Regions from separate parts of the Canis lupus genome. Here region 1 is linked to region 2. The links are chromatin contacts, called in public Hi-C maps. All regions are on one chromosome and are shown on one strand. The core of a region is the stretch at or near the end of the contact, and the rest is flanking DNA. Distances in the headings are between cores, read along the strand shown.

What was found. A called contact is a pair of places that touch in the nucleus more often than the background predicts.
Region 1: a Hi-C map of skin fibroblasts shows a contact between it and region 2, with 3 times the contacts expected there. The contact joins two enhancer-like sites. A contact is called at or near these places in 2 of 9 Hi-C or Micro-C datasets (amygdala and skin fibroblasts).

What each region holds. Positions count from the first base shown.
Region 1 is chr8:42,425,739-42,430,394 of UU_Cfam_GSD_1.0, forward strand. All of the region lies in intron 7 of RAD51B (DNA repair protein RAD51 homolog 2), which reads left to right. Among named protein-coding and RNA genes, the nearest start is that of RAD51B, 370 kb to the left of the region's middle. Within about 2 kb of position 2,178, at least 9 of the 20 cell types and tissues checked have an H3K27ac peak or open chromatin away from gene starts, as enhancers often do.
Region 2 is chr8:42,146,058-42,150,716 of UU_Cfam_GSD_1.0, forward strand. The region is part of intron 7 of RAD51B (DNA repair protein RAD51 homolog 2); the gene reads left to right. Among named protein-coding and RNA genes, the nearest start is that of RAD51B, 92 kb to the left of the region's middle. Within about 2 kb of position 1,429, at least 3 of the 20 cell types and tissues checked have an H3K27ac peak or open chromatin away from gene starts, as enhancers often do.

The sequences.
Region 1 (4,656 bases), core at 928-3,427, 280 kb after region 2:
CAGAGCTAAATGGAAGCAAAATCTTTCTTTGGCATTTTGAAAGCCTAGGTAGGTGGCTGGGTAAGCACTTTCTTGCAGCCTGTTTGTTTTAGCCCACAGTGGTTTCTGAACAGCTTTAAGAGATTCTGATAGACACAAAAACACCCATTCTACAGTGGCCATCTCTCTTGAGGCTGTCCCCTCTGTCCTGTGGCTGGAAATTTATATAACTTTTAGGATTTTTCTGAAGAATTACAGTATAGCTGGTCTACCTCGAGCTTTGAATTTTCTTTGAATTTCAATATCAAAAGCAGAACAACTTTTCATTATAGAACTGGAAAGAGCAGTTATTTATTCCACCCCTTACGTTTTGCACATTTGGAAACCGAAATTGAGTTAAGTGACTTGCTTGCAGTTGCCTGACTTGGTTAATGTGGGAATAGAAACGAAAGATGAGAGTTCCTGATGCTAGATCGATGATCATCAGGCTATACCCACGAGAGGGAAAGTTCAGTTCAGGCTCTCTGTAACTTTAAGAACTTGGACGACTATGTCAATCTTGGTGAAACAGCTCATCAAGATAACCTTATCATTCTCAAGGGAACATAATTTTAAGGAGAAACATTTGGAGGAACCGGATTTTAAACTATAATGCTGATTCTTCATTAGTCAAGTGGGGGGATATTTTCATATGTTGCATAAATATTCAAACATTTCTTACTTAATATTTCTTTTAGCCATAAAAGCACTTTATTTGAGAATAAACACTAGCACTCTAGGACAAGTTGGTTACACAAACCCTCTACACAGGGGGCCACATTACACATCAGTGACAACCATAAACCAGAGAAGGGAATAATAACTTGGGGAAATGGTCTTCGTAATGCTTTATAGTTGACAGAATGCCTTCATGTCCATTACCTAATTGATCCTCTAGGACAGTTTTGTGAAAGCAGAAAGAGGAGTCATAAGTACAGTTGTTTTTTAGTAAAGCAGTTCACCTCGCAGCGATACTGAGCCACTTACCCAGCCCAGCTAGGGAGCTACAGAATTGCAACTCAAACCCAAGACTTTCTCTCCAAGGCTGCAGCTTATTTCATTACCTCCCTGTGTGTTAGCTATAGAAGTGATAACACCTTAAATAGAAATGCCGGGGATCCCTGGTGGCGCAGCGGTTTGGCGCCTGCCTTTGGCCCAGGGCGTGATCCTGGAGACCCGGGATCGAATCCCACATCGGGCTCCCGGTGCATGGAGCCTGCTTCTCCCTCTGCCTGTGTCTCTGCCTCTCTCTCTCTCTGTAACTATCATAAATAAATAAAAAATTAAAAAAAAAAAAAAAGAAATGCCTGTTTTCTCTGCCTTTTCTTCTCTTCTCCAGGACAGAAAGTACAGGGGTAGGCTGTCCCTGCCTAGGCCTAGGTGGTTTCACTTCCTAATTTGCATTATTGTATTTGTAGTATTTACCTTACATGGAGGTATTGCCCTTACCTTACATTCCTCCTTATATTGAGGGATAGGTCTTTTAAAAATCATTAGAATGGGTTTGTGGGGCTACACTCCTTTCTCCTTCACATTCTAAACTGCAGACCTCATGCTCTCTGGCTTTCCATTCATATGAGAAAAAGACTATTGTAAATATTGGTGATACCACCTCAGGCTGCAAGCATAAATGAAGGATGTTCTTTTTTAGAAAGGGGAGAAAAAAAGCAATTAGCAATATTCTTGACTCTTTCCTCTTTTAAGACAGCAAGTAGTCATGTGTTTGTTTTCACGTATAACACTAGGTGGCAGAATGACTACACCACGAAGTAGGGTATCCTTTGCTTTCCGTGGAGGGATCTGAATAGTGAGGCAGAAGCCATCTGTGGCTGCATGAGATCGGACCAGACAACCTGGCCAATATTTTCTTGACAGGGAACTGGCTGCAGTGATTCGAAAACATATGCTTCCAAGATACTGCCTTTAAGGTTTCCCTCTTTCTTTTTTCCTTTCTTTTTTTCCCCCAGCTCCCCAGCATTTTAATTTTTCTGCCCCATTGCATTCATGTAGCAGAGGGCAGACAGGGCCTGCAGGCAGCTGCTTTGAAATGGCAGCTTGGGATGGATGCCCCCAGTGGCGCTGGCACTCTTGCCCTGAGTGCCAGCGGCTCATCGAGGGCCTAGGGGAAAGGCTCCTGAGCCTTTGCCCTGAGTGGTGTCTATTGCTCTGGCAGGCGGACTGCAGTGGCTGAGCTAGGCCAGCTTGAAGATGCTGCCCTCACTGACTCAGGTATACAAAACAGGTTTTTGTTTTCAAAGAACAGCCTGATAGTGGTTCAGCTCTTTAGCTTGTTTACCAATATCGCTGCATGATCTGGGGAACGTCGCGTCCAATTTAGGTTTTGTTTTGTGCTTTTTCTAATGATTTGCTGATGTCTCAGCACTCAAGTGTCTGTCTCCCTGGGTACCTCCCATGCCACAGGAAGCACAAAGTAAAGAAAGCAGCAGTACCAGGTTCGTCATTCCATGCTGCTAAGAGCAGAAACTAGGAGTACAGAAATTCTTCTTGGAGTTTTTGCTGACAAAGAAAAGAGTAGCATTAAGACACAACTGCATCCGACTAGTGAAAACACCCTACGTAGATGCTACATAAAGGAACTCCAGTAGATTTTTTTTTTAAGATTTGTTTATTTATTTATTTATTTATTTATTTATTTATTTATTTATTTATGATAGACATAGAGAGAGAGAGGCAGTGACAGGCAGAGGGAGAAGCCGACTGCATGCAGGGAGCCCGACGTGGGACTCGATCCTTGGACTTCAGGATTGTGCCCTGGGCCAAAGGCAGGGGCCAAACCGCTGAGCCACCCAGGGATCCCCAAAGGAACTCCAGTAAAGCCAAGTCTGAATGTCTAAAATTGGTCAAAAAATATTTTATTTTAATTACGGGGGCATTCTGTCCTTTACAGCTGGAAACACAATCGGATTTCATTAAATAGCAAGTTCCTGATGTGAATTGTAAATGATTCCATTTACAAACATGAAAAAAAAGAAGTATTTAAACCTTGACTTTTCAGAAGCCCACTTGTTGCATCAAAGACTAACTGGACTGTAGCTTTACACACCTACCTATACCACACTCTATACTATTTTCCAACTGGGAATCTTGGAGTATTTTTGGTTTGTAGCTGAGGCCACTTGTATGACCCTACTTTTTCAGAGAAGGCACTGGTGACTTGAGGGCTTGTTGAAGTGACCCAGGTGACTGGCAGGAATCAGGATAAGCTCATACGTTAGGGAGAAGGAGGCTTTGTTTATTTGTTTGCTTGACAGAGCTGCTTCTCTTTAATAAAGAGTAAACCATATGACTTTTGAGAATACCTGAAACAACATATATAAATCAGACCCAGGATATCTATCACAGGCCACCACCATGGTGATGCTTTGAAGCTGGAAGAAGATTGTGAGACTTTCTTGTTTGTTAAGAATGAAATGTCATAAAAATTCCAAAGCAGGGTTCAAATTTCCAGGGGGAGGGGACCTTTTTATTGTTTCCTCTAATAGCCGCTTTGGTGCTTTAGTGAATCAATGTGTTGCACAAAATAACCCTAGATGCAGTCTCTGAACTATAGCCTGGCTTTGCTCCCACTTTTGTATTTAGCATCCATTCTGAATTATTTATGATATTTTTGCTGTTGTTTGTCACTCCTCCCTCCTACTCTCCCACCCCCCCCACCCCACCATTTGTTCTGTCTTTATTTTCACACCCCCCAATTAATTGATATCTTCTGCTCTTAGGACTACAGCAAATGTGTCTGTGCATTTTTATGTGGATCTTCACTATGCAGGCCATGCTTTTAAGTTTCTGGAATAGAACAATGGTAAAAATGAGTCATGGCTTGCTGTTATATTTGTTTCTGAGTCAAGAAGCTTAATTTTCTCATTATAATGCTCAAGGTATAGAGCTATATAGTTTACTTTTAAGGGAAATAACCTTAATTTAAACAATTTCTTTAATTAGATGTCCTCATATATTGCAAAAGTCTCTGGATTTGTGTTTCCAAAGTGAACAACACATTGGTAGTGGTTCTATTATTTTTATCCATAGGGGAAAAAAACACATCCAAAATAGGTGTACCCAGCCCTGCTCACAGTCTCAGAACAACCAGCATTAATTCACTGAGGACTTTATACCTACATACAAATGATATCTCAAAACCAGAGACCAGAGTGGCTGGGGTCAAACTGTAAGAAGGGTAGAGTTGAGGAATATGGCAGATGTGGAGGGGTGCATTCATAGGAGAAGAGAGAATATTGGCAAAACAGGATGGCAGAGGTGAGCTGGGAGCTCAGCCCTAGTGCAGTGGTAGGGTTGTGAGAAATGGGTGACCAGAAGTCCTGGCACCTGCACCCTCATGGACACAAGCTATAGATATCAGCTTACCATGGTTTTCAGCATTAAAGAGCCAACAAATGTTCTTGAGTCTCTGTTTATTGAGCTCTCCAGTAAAGCCTCATAACTTATATTAATTGGGAAGAAAATGCTTCCAGAGAAAAGAGAGATGCTGGACAAAACAACTTTGTCTTTGACCAATTGTCAAGGCCCTGCTGTTTGGAATCATTGCCAAGTCCTTGGCTGTTGTATGACAGACCCAAAGAAAAAGAAGCGATTCATCTTCTTCTGTTGCACCTTTCAAGG
Region 2 (4,659 bases), core at 179-2,678:
GTGAAGAAATGAGTCAGAGAAATTTTTTAACACTAATACATTGGGGGAGGTCACACAACGTAATCTGAATCTGAAGCCACATTAACTGTTGGTTTTGCTCTTCCAGGCTGAAGGGAAAATTTGTAATCATGAGTATATTGCATAATGGTGACATAATTGAGGGTGTAGACTTATCCTTTAGAACACTGCCCCGGAGAGACTTGTGTTCAGTACATAATGTAAAGATATTTTAATGTGGTTGTGAAACTCTTTGCTGTCAAATAACAGGAATATCTCACTCATTTTGTGTATAGTTTGCTTTGTAGATGATGCTCTTCTTAAGTAGAAAACAATTGATGCCTCCATGTCTAATTGGGATCTGTGGTTAAGTGTAGCTCAAACACTATTGAATTAAACTTTCATGTGGTAATATGTTCTTCCAGACTAGGGAGTCAGCACTCTTTGACCCTTGAGGAAAATAGTCTCATTTAACAATTTCAGTGCCATCTAGGATTTTATCTAGTATGTGATGAGGTGATGTGTTATATTGGTTTGTAGTCTATGGAGATAATTGATAAACTTGGGCCCTGGGGCCTAGGGTTAGGAGATCTATCATAGAAGAAAGGTAATGATCCAAAGAGCAATATTTGTTGTGTATCATCTCCAACTGTGAAACTTTAAAGCATTTGGACTCTAATTTGAAAGACTAGTTGAAAAAGAATTATCTGACATATTTTGTGCCTATGACTCTGCTAGGTACTGTGAAGTTAGAGTAAATAAGACATAATTCCTGATCTTGAGGTATTTGCCTGTGGGGGAAGATATACATACAGGCAGATCCTTTTTTTCGTAAATTGAAGTAAGGATTTACTCTTTTTTTCTTCCCATTATGGAAGCATACACAAAGGAGAATTACAACATGCATTTGAAAATGACATCAGCTATAGTAAAATCTATTTTTTTTCTAAAACTCAAGAATAAAATAAATGCATAATTCAGAATAGTGATGACCATTGGGAGAGAGACAGGAAGATGTGAATTCATGAAGGGCCAATGGTAACTTGATTAGAACTAGGAATATTCTAATTCATAAATTGGTTGATGGGTTCATAGGTACATATTTTTCATTATGTGTTATAACTTACTATATATATTCCTTTGTATCTATCAATGTTATGTAATTTTTAAAAATAAAGATATTTCAGTAAACATTTCCAAATCTTAATTTATTAAAAGCTTTTACTTAGGATAAGTTGTGGTAGAAAAACCAAACTCACTCAGCCAAACTACTTCTTTGTCTACTGTCTATTCATCCAGCCATCTAACCATCCATATTTTATACTTCAGTTTTTGGAACACAATAAAAATTATGTAGAAGTCTTTTCATATGACCTGAATGTTCTGTTTCCCTGCCTTCTAAAGTTCTATGTACTCTGTCTAGAACCCAGTTTATAGGTCAAAAGGATTCAGTCTGGGCTGGCCAGCCAGACGTTAAGTATTCATTACCTCTGTGTGTGTGTTTGTGTGTGTGTGTGTGTGTGTGTGTGTGTGTGTTTAATGATGTTTGTGCATGGCTTAGCTAGGGATTTTGAAATCTTTGTAGGGTTTTCTATTTACTGGGTGGTTTTAGAATTGAGGGTCATCAGTAGGAAAAAAAAACAAAAATACTATTTCGTCTTTCATCTATGTCCCATATTATACAAGTGTTCTCTGAAAATAGCACCAATTTTCTGGGAAAGGTCATGACTAAGACTTTTCTCACCCTTTACCCCTACTCTCCAATTCATGTTTCCTTCTTATAACATGGTCATGTGCTCACCCATGTCTGGCTTATGAACCGTGTAGAATATTTGTGCAGTTTTGTTTTTTAAGTCCTACACTGTGCACATGATGCAGTATTTAATTTGGAATGAGCTCTGAGTTTAGTCACACGTGCTTCTTGTGGTGTTTATCTTGGAATCCACAAGTAGGAGGGAAGTATTTTTGCTTTTTATACATCTGGACATTGTTCATGGTACTCCTGTAACTTGGGAATTCTGTGTGGGGCAAAATCCAAAGAACAGTATTAAAAATAACATAGAGTTATAATGACATCTGAGTAAAAACCCTTGAGAATACTCTCTGATCCCAGCAGAGTTTGATTTGATGGTGAACTTTCTCAATTTTGTGGTTCACTGTTTGGCCTGAGTAGATTGCTGGAATTAGAAGGTTATTTAACACCTTTGCTTCTAGGCTAATGGGCTGCCAGACTTTCTGAAAGTCTACAGAGCTGGCTTTTTGGGGGAAGATTTTGCCTTGATTTTGCATGGGGTAAGATAGATAAAATAAATTCTCTTTACTGCTGCTGTGCCTCTGCCACTCTCTTGCTCCACAAGCAGCTTCAGAGATCTGTGAGGATCTATTTGTTCCCTGACTTTGCCTCATTCCATCTAACTTAGAATGAAAAGGTTGGTCCTGAGATCACCTCAAGCACTATGTCAGGAGCAGGGATGGTGAAGGGAGGGTGTCTAGTAACTTTGTCTTTCCTCTAATGACAAATGAAAAGTTGTATTAAATGTGATTGGACATGGGCAGCACAGTGCCTCCTCCTTTTGGCCAGGGGTCTGCTAGGTTGGAAAATGTGGGAAGAGATGTATGAAAGCTTTGCTGCTCTTTGAGTGAGTTTGCATATGGACAGTATTGCTTTTTGGCCCCAATCTAGTTTTCTTTCATTCCCACGTCTCATCTTTTATGCAGCTGCAGAGAGCAGGCTGGGAAAGCAGAATGAAAGCTTCAAACAGATTTGCACTTGAATAAAAGAAAGAGTGATTTCTCTTGTTCAGAGTACAGACCAGTTTGAAGAGAAAGCTATTTGCTTTTTCACTTTCAGAGTAAAGGACTGTTTGCTTTTTTCCTTCAAATGTAATAAAGAGGGGAAAAAGCTAATAAAGTAGTTGGAACTTGCTGGTTATAATTCATATAGAATTTTCAAATGTGCTTAATAAGGTTTCTCATACAATTATAAAAGAAGTAAATAATTGGAGGGAAAGGTCAACATTCTGTTGAAGTTTTACAATCAGTTGAATATGAGGTGGTTTGAGTACTGGGATAAGACAACTCAAGTAGGGGTTGTTTCTCTTTGTTGGTTTATTTGGCCTTTCCTTTGGGAATTTTTTTCTCTTTACTTTCGTAATGCATTTTGCAACTTTCAGTTAAAAAAATATCCATCAAAGTTTAAACTTTTAGCAAATAAACACATCCTGGTTTTATGATGGGAATCACAACATAGCAGAAAATGGCTTGACTTCAGCTGGAGAGAGGTTAGTAGTAGGAACTCCAAGGGTTGATACCAAGATCGTGCTTGTTTAATGTTTTAATGACTCCAAAAGGAAATGGTGAAATCTGCTGATGACACCAAATTGCTTTTGCTGATCCAAACAGGGATTTCTGGGAAGCTTCTTTAGAGTATTTGGAATAGTGGAAGGATTGGGCAATATGGTGTCAAACACACCAAACTGAAGTGAAGGTTTACGTGAAGTAGCAGGAGTAATATCAATATATTGAAATCACAAAGCCTGCCAAGTCTTCCAAGAGGAAGACTGTGAAATCCTAAGGATTTGGCTTTGATTCCCCTTATGAAAAGAAGACTTAGGACAAAGGACATTTTGATATATAAAAAAATAAAAACCTCTGTAGCAGTAGTTGTAATTACAAAACAGTGATTTATTTAAAACTATGGTGTTGATTTTTTTTCTTTTTTTAATGCCAGCAGTAGTACATTCAAATAAGTGCTGTTTCCCTTAAAATGGTCACAGAAGATTATATACTCATTTTATGCATGCTACTGGTTTCTTTTTTGGGGGGAAGCCTTTAGTACATTCTATTTTCTATGGTAGCAAGTCTTCATTTAGGGAGTTAGTTTTGATTTTTGATATAGCCAGTTGTCATTTAGAATCCAGTGTGATGAATAAGGTGAGTGATCAAACTAAGTATAATTTAAACTTTTTTAAAAAAGATTTTATTTATTTATTCATGAGAGACACAGAGAGAGAGAGGGGGGCAGAGACACAGGCAGAGGGAGAAGCAGGCTCCATGCAGGGAGCCCCATGCAGGACTCGATCCTGGGACCCCAGGACCACATCCTGGGTCAAAGGCAGGCTCTAAACTGATGAGCCACCCAGGGATCCCCCCAAATTAAGTATAATTTAAATATAAAGTAATAAAACTAATTTTCTTTTATTGCTTCTACAATTTCTGAAGTAAATTACCAAGGGAGAAATTGCAAAAATATTTGTGTAATGATAGTATTAGAATAAGTTCTCCCCCCCATTTTTAGATAAACTGCTTTGTTTTTCCCCCCTAGGTTTATTGAGGTATAATTGACAAAGTTATATACATTTAAGATGTGGAATATGAGGGATGCCTGGGTGGCTCAGCAGTTGAGTGTTTGCCTTTGGCTTGGGTCATGATCCAGGGGTCCTGGGATTGAGTCCCACATTGGGCTCCCTGCAGGAGCCTGCTTCTCCCTCTGCGTATGTCTCTGCCTCTCTTTGTGTGTCTCTCATGAATAAATAAATAAAACCGTAAAAAAAAAAGAGATGTGGAATGTGATGATGCAGTATATGTATTCATTGTGAAATGATTACTACAATCAAGTAACATACCCATCATCTCACCTAGTGTTTTTGTGTTGTATTGAGA